2 separate regions of the Ovis aries genome follow, and region 2 is linked to region 1. The links are chromatin contacts, called in public Hi-C maps. All regions are on one chromosome and are shown on one strand. Each heading gives the region's core, a stretch centred on a gene start, on an enhancer-like site or on the middle of the called end of the contact. The rest is flanking DNA. Distances are from core to core; before and after follow the strand shown. Region 1 holds the start of FZD9 (frizzled class receptor 9). Region 2 overlaps FKBP6 (FKBP prolyl isomerase family member 6 (inactive)).

What was found. A called contact is a pair of places that touch in the nucleus more often than the background predicts.
Region 2: a contact with region 1 is called in a Hi-C map of hypothalamus, with 3 times the contacts expected there. The contact joins the enhancer-like site here to the promoter of FZD9 in region 1. A contact is called at or near these places in 7 of 16 Hi-C or Micro-C datasets (hypothalamus, liver, mixed tissues and 3 more).

The regions. Positions count from the first base shown.
Region 1 is chr24:34,194,742-34,198,040 of ARS-UI_Ramb_v3.0, reverse strand. FZD9 (frizzled class receptor 9) reads left to right here and starts at 1,819. Exons shown (of 1, transcript XM_015104208.4): 1 at 1,819-3,299. The coding sequence starts at 2,095.
Region 2 is chr24:34,236,275-34,239,573 of ARS-UI_Ramb_v3.0, reverse strand. It overlaps FKBP6 (FKBP prolyl isomerase family member 6 (inactive)), which reads left to right. Exons shown (of 9, transcript XM_042240153.2): 9 at 193-663. Among named protein-coding and RNA genes, the nearest start is that of FKBP6, 23 kb to the left of the region's middle. Within about 2 kb of position 1,518, at least 22 of the 54 cell types and tissues checked have an H3K27ac peak or open chromatin away from gene starts, as enhancers often do. A contact at or near this core is called in hypothalamus and liver, where this site is marked.

The DNA.
Region 1 (3,299 bases), core at 570-3,069:
ACTTCAGCTGTCACAGCCCAGGTGGGCCGAGGACGTGTCTCATACTGAGAACAGGGCTGGCTGCGTCTCCATGGAGTCCCAACCTCTCGGGTCCTCCTCCTCTCTTCCCTGCTCCAGCGCCGCTCCAGGGGAGGTGAGCACCAATTACAGCCGCTGCCCCGGCTCCGTGCTGCACACCGCCCCTGCTGTGTGCCAGGCTATCCAGCAGGGCCAAGCAGGGCCAGTCGGGCAGGTGCCCTCACGGTGGTGGCGACAGGCAGCCTTATGCAGTGGAAGAGCCTGAATGCCAACCCTGACCCTTGTGAACTGTGTATTCCCAGGCAAATGTCTTGAGTTTTCTGAACCTCAATTTCTCATCTGTAAAATGGGCTCAGAATTCCTTGCGTGGCTGTTGTGAGAGTTTAAAAGTTCACTGTGTAAAACACCTGGCCCGGGGCCCACCTGGCTCACTTTAGGTCTTCGACCAGTTTCCTAGGCCCCCTGCGGTACAGGTCTCTCCCTCAGCCCTTCATCCACTGAGCATCCCTGTGCAGCTGCTAGGGCTGGACCAATGCCAAGAGCTCACGTGGAATCTGAGTCTTCCAGGTACATCTAGGCCAAGCGGGTGAGGGCAGACGGGGTGGGCTGGGGAGGAGGGAGGCAGTTTCTAAGGGAACTCCAGACCACAACAGGGCCCCTTGGGTGGCCTCCTGGATGGCACTTGGGTTTCACCCACAAAGCTACCTGGGAACCGTGGTGGAACCCTGGCTGGGCAGAGGTGGGAGGGCAGAGGGCCTTTGGGGCCCCAGGAAGCCCCCAGCAATCCCAACCTCTCAGAAACACCTTCCCGACCTGAGTGGGGATGAAGGGTGTTATGTGGGCAGCTCAGGGGTCACAGTCTCAGACCCCACTCACTCGCTGTCACCTGTTACCAGCAGGCTGAGCCTAGGACTGCCTTGATGGTTCCATCTGTGCAAAGGGAAGAATAGGCCTCTCTCCTCCCCCTGTTCAGGTGCCGCCATAGAAGCAGGCTGAGCAATAGTCTGGAGGCATCCTGACAGCTGTCAGGTTTAGGTGAGGGGGGTGTGAGCTGAACTGAAACGTTCCATGGGTGTCACTGTACCTGGCTCCCTACTCTGCAGGCGCAGGAGGGAGCAGGGGGCTCGGGGGAGGGGGACGGTGGAAAGGCACAGGCTTCCTGGGCAGAGAGGAGTTTTTAGGGGAGACCCTGTACCAAGGGAGTGCAGAGGAGGGGAGGGGGCAGAGGAGACTGGGTTTTCAGGCGGTCCCGAGGTGTCAAGGGGGCAAGTGGATTGTGAAGAGACAGACCATGAGTTCAAGTGCTCAGTGGGACGGGTAAGCAGCCTGCGCAAGCCACAGGTGGATTCATTTTGACGGGATTATCTGCCTGTTCTACAGAAACGAAAACAGGCTCACAGCGAAGAGCCCAGAGCCACATGCAACTAGCGAAGAGGCGGAGAGGCTGCGCTCGAATTGTCCCAGAGTCCAAGGTCGAGGCGTCCCAGGCGTAGAAGCCTTAGAAATGGTCCCGCCTGGGGAAAAATGTAGGTGACGCGGAACGGGGTGGACAGGGAAATCCTCCGGCTGACTGTCCTGTCCCGGAGAGAAGTTGGGCAGCAACCCCTCAGAAAGGGGAGAACCGACTGTGAGCGGGCAGACAAGGTCACTACTCGTACACCCCTCCCTGCCAGACCGCGCCGGGCTTGGTCCTGCCGTGCAGCGCAGCTGTGAGGCGCGGCGCCTTTAAAGCCCGGCCGGGGGGCGTGTCGGGCGCGCGGAGGCCCCGCCCTTGGGCGTGTCCGCCAGGGGCCCCGCCCCGAGGCTTGTACCCGCGGCCCCGGGAGGCGGCGCCTGCTCCGGCTCCGCGGCCGTTCGAGTAGAGGCGGCGGCGGCGGCGGCAGTGGCTCGGCGCCTCCTTTCCCTCCGGCGGCTTCCCCGCGCGCTGCCCAGGGCGCCCGGCCGCGCAGGGACACACGCGGTCGGCTCCGCTATGGCCCGCACCCCGCGACGTGGCGGGCGGGCACGGGGGCGCCGGACGGCGCGGCCCGAGTGAGGTGGGGCCGCCCTCCCCGCCCTCGGCCGGGACCGCCCGGGATGGCCGTGCCGCCGCTCTGCTGGGCGCTGCTGCTGTGGCAGCTGCTGGCTGCGGGCGGCGCGGCGCTGGAGATCGGCCGCTTCGACCCGGAGCGCGGGCGCGGGCCGGCGCCGTGCCAGGTGGTGGAGATCCCCATGTGCCGCGGCATCGGCTACAACCTGACCCGCATGCCCAACCTGCTGGGCCACACGTCGCAGGGCGAGGCGGCCGCCGAGCTGGCCGAGTTCGCGCCGCTCGTGCAGTACGGCTGTCACAGCCACCTGCGCTTCTTCCTGTGCTCGCTCTACGCGCCCATGTGCACCGACCAGGTCTCGACGCCCATCCCCGCCTGCCGGCCCATGTGCGAGCAGGCGCGCCTGCGCTGCGCGCCCATCATGGAGCAGTTCAACTTCGGCTGGCCGGACTCGCTGGACTGCGCCCGGCTGCCCACGCGCAACGACCCGCACGCGCTCTGCATGGAGGCGCCCGAGAACGCCACGGCTGGCCCTACCGAGCCCCACAAGGGCCTGGGCATGCTGCCCGTGGCGCCGCGGCCCGCGCGGCCCCCCGAGGACGCCCTCCCGGGCGCCGGCGGCACCTGCGAGAACCCGGAGAAGTTCCAGTACGTAGAGAAGAGCCGCTCGTGCGCGCCGCGCTGCGGGCCAGGCGTTGAGGTGTTCTGGTCGCGGCGCGACAAGGACTTCGCGCTCGTCTGGATGGCCGTGTGGTCAGCGCTGTGCTTCTTCTCCACCGCCTTCACCGTGCTCACCTTCCTGCTGGAGCCTCACCGCTTCCAGTACCCGGAGCGCCCCATCATCTTCCTGTCCATGTGCTACAACGTCTACTCGCTGGCCTTCCTCATCCGGGCCGTGGCCGGGGCCCAGAGCGTGGCCTGCGACCAGGAGGCGGGTGCGCTCTACGTGATCCAGGAGGGCCTGGAGAACACGGGCTGCACCCTCGTCTTCCTGCTGCTCTACTACTTCGGCATGGCCAGCTCGCTCTGGTGGGTGGTGCTGACCCTCACCTGGTTTCTGGCCGCAGGCAAGAAATGGGGCCACGAGGCCATCGAGGCCCATGGCAGCTACTTCCACATGGCGGCCTGGGGCCTGCCAGCCCTCAAGACCATTGTTATCCTGACCCTGCGCAAGGTGGCGGGGGATGAGCTGACCGGGCTCTGTTACGTGGCCAGTATGGACGCGGCGGCGCTCACGGGTTTCGTGCTGGT
Region 2 (3,299 bases), core at 269-2,768, 42 kb before region 1:
ATGTTCTTGAAGTTTCAAAGCCACCTTATTGACAGGCCACCATTTCCCAGGACCCACCCCTTAGGGCCCTTGCCCCCTAGGGGCATCTGTCTGTCCCTGGTTCCTGTCTGGACTCAGACCTGGAACTGGCTCTGGCGCCCTCTGGGACAGCTGAGTCCCACTGTGTTTCTAACTGCTGTGTTTGATTCCTAGATTTCGCAGCTAATAACAAGCAAGAGAAGCTGCCTGGAGTTCTCCATCATTATGCGAGGTGGGCAGAGCGCTTTCCGGAAGGATCTCCTCGGGGCAGACTGTGTGCACGACCTGCTTGGAAGAGGGGCTGAGTTTCTGCAGTCCAAGGCCACGGCCCTGTCTTGACTGATGCTGCTGGAGTGTTTTCACAGCTGCTGCTTTCTGTTTCACGTCTTCACGCAGAGGAGGTGAAAGGGCAGCTGCTGACAAGTAGGACAAAGCTATTTTTAAGGCAATTGCTTGTTTTTCCAAATAGAATTAGTCCTTGGCTCTTCCCCAGTCCCAGCCCCCTTCCTGCTGCTCTCGTCCCTGGGTGAATACAAATAGGGATTGCTTTGTGTATTTTGTAGGGCTCTTAGCTTTGAAAAGGGAGAATTATGTTACAGATGTTTTTTTGTTGTAAGTAAATAAAACACTTCCTTGTCTTTGCAAGATCCAGTGTAACTTGTGTTGAGTAGAGGGACAGCTATTCACTGAGACCAGTTGGGCCAGTGAGAGTGCGGGTTGGGTTTGTTCTCTGGAGCCACAGCAGTTCTTTGTGACCTGAGGGTAAATGCGTGTGCTTTTGCATTGGGGTTCCCTTGAAATCTGCTCCCTTCTATGGGGAGCTGTTTCAAGAGAGTTAATTGGAAACCTGGGAGCCAGCCAGTCCTCCTGCACTGTTGTGGACGGTGAGTCTTGCAAAAATGTGTGTGTTGAGGTGTTACAAAGCCAGCCTCCCCGCGGTGTCTTGGACAGTGTGGTGCTGGGTGGTGATAGCTGCCACCTGAGGGTCCGCCCGGGGCCCTCACCTCATTGCTGCTGCTCATTCTTGGTATGAGTCTGGGAGGTGAGCAATGGCCCTGCCCTGACCAGGAAGGAACAAACTGGCCTCGAGGGACTTTGACACTGCCCCAGGGCTCTTCTGAGTCAGGGCCACTTCTCCCCATCATGGGACAGCGGGGCTGGTTTGGACAGGCCTCTGGCTCCCAAAGGGCTTGGCTGTCCCCACCCAGCCCTGGTGCTCAGTCCTCCTCTGTGAGCCTTGCTCTCCCCACCCGACCCTCACCGTCTCATTCAGAGCCATGGCCCGAGCCCAGGGAGGAAGGTCTGGGCCTGGGTCACGCGGTGAGGGCCGAGCTGGAGTGCTCCTAACTGAGAGGGCAGCCTGTCCTGCCACATGCTCAGAGACCTCCCCGCTCCCCACGCCCGCAGGCTGGTTGCTGTCTTCTGAACAGGGTCTGAGGGTTTTTCCGTTAGAGACAAGGCCCGGAGCCCTGGCTGACTTTTGCTGAGCAAACTGGGCGATAGGTGGCGACATAACCCGCTCTATGCTTCCCAGCGAGCCCTGCGGCCCACAGAAACCGCGGCCCACCTGCCTGGGCTGCTGCAGGTGCCCCAGCCTGGGCGGGGTGGTGACCTTTGGGACGGCTCTCTGCCTCTCTCTCGCCCGAGCTGCTTCACCCAGCCCAGCTGTTCAGAGACTGGTCTGTGCTGGGCATTGCCTTAGTTCCTGGGCCCCTGCCTTTCTTTAAGAGGAAAAGATGTCAAGTGTGGTTAGTTCTCAGCCTAGAGGGAGAGGTTCTGCAGGCCGGTGAGTTGTGACAAGGGAGACTAAGGGACCCGCTCCAGCCAGCCAGGAGCGCAGCAGGGGCTGCAGCCCCGAGGGGACCCGCGTGCCCGTCTGAGAAAAGACGTCTTTGCATTTATGTCATGTGGGCAGACAGATGGCCTGGGGCCAGCAGAGTGTGTGTGTGTGTTGGCTGAGAAATCAGACCCTCCTGTAGGCCTTGGGGAGCCCAGCAGGCCCCTCCCCAGGTGACCAGCACCCCAAAGACGCCTGTTCTCTCTGGATCTCAGGAGCCAGGCTGGGCTCTTGGCTGCTGCTCTCTCGACCTCGTTAAGCTCACCTTGATCGCTTTGGTCAACCCAGTCACGATGAATGACCTAATAATGATGAGTAGTCGCACTTAATCCAGAGCATCAGTTAAGCAGAAATGTGTGTGTGTGTGTGTGTGCAGATAGATAATAATGCAATATGATATAGTGTACTAAGCCAAAAATGTTTTTCTTACAAATGTGGTTTTCTTCACAGCCCTTCAGACTAAAAGTGCAGCTGCCTGTGGGGAAGGACCTGAGTCAGATCACGTCCCCCTCAGCCCCCTATACCAGCCCCCTCCCAGCAGCACACCCTCACTGATGCTCAGAAGAGGGAGGAACACCCTTCTAGGGAGAAGAGTCGGACCCAGAAAATCCACCAACCAAAAGGGGAATTGACTTGGGTGGGAATGGGGGGGCTTCAAGGCTGCTCTTTGAGAAATGTCAGGAAACAAGAACAGTACCAGGAGACAGGTTCCAGACAGACGGCCAGTTTGAAAAAGGTGGATTCCAGAGAAAGGTCTCAGGCCCCAGAGAGAGCCCTGCACTTAGTCCTGCTTGGCGACTCAGTGTCTGTGCAGTGACCGAGCTGGGTGCTCTCGGGAAGCCCAAGCAACCGGAATCCAAGTTCCCAGCGCGGGACCTGAGCTGGGTTCTGAGAACCTCCGGAGGAGAGCTGTGAGATGGGTAAGTGGGTGGAGATGCACCAGAGTCATCATCTCCTGGAGGAGGCTTGCCTGACTCCCAGTCCCGCTGCCGGGGCTTGTGCTGGAGGGACTCCCGCGGGACTCCCGAGATCCTTGGCACAAGGATGTGGAAGTCGTGTCCCTCAGGCTGCTCCCCCTACCCCGGGCCTGAGCCAGACCCTCGGGGCTGCTGCCCACCCTCCTCCTGCTCAGCCTTATCCCCTGCCTCCTGAGTGTCCCTGTGTCAACCCCTTGTGCTCCGTGTCTCTGCCCTGCCTGGGTCAGAGGTCATGGCTTCTCTCCTTGCTCACTGGACACCCTTCCCCCGGCCTCCAGTCCTAGTCTCCAGACCTCCTCCACCTGCTCGCCGTGTCCTGCTCCAGCTTAAATGCTTCAGTAGCTCCCAGTATCCTTTGAGATAAAGTTCAAACTCCCTAATTTAGCACAGGAGGCCTGGCCTACCTCCAGCCACTCCCTGCCAGGCACCCTGCCTTCCGGCCAGGCTGCCACCTGCAGTTCCTCAGT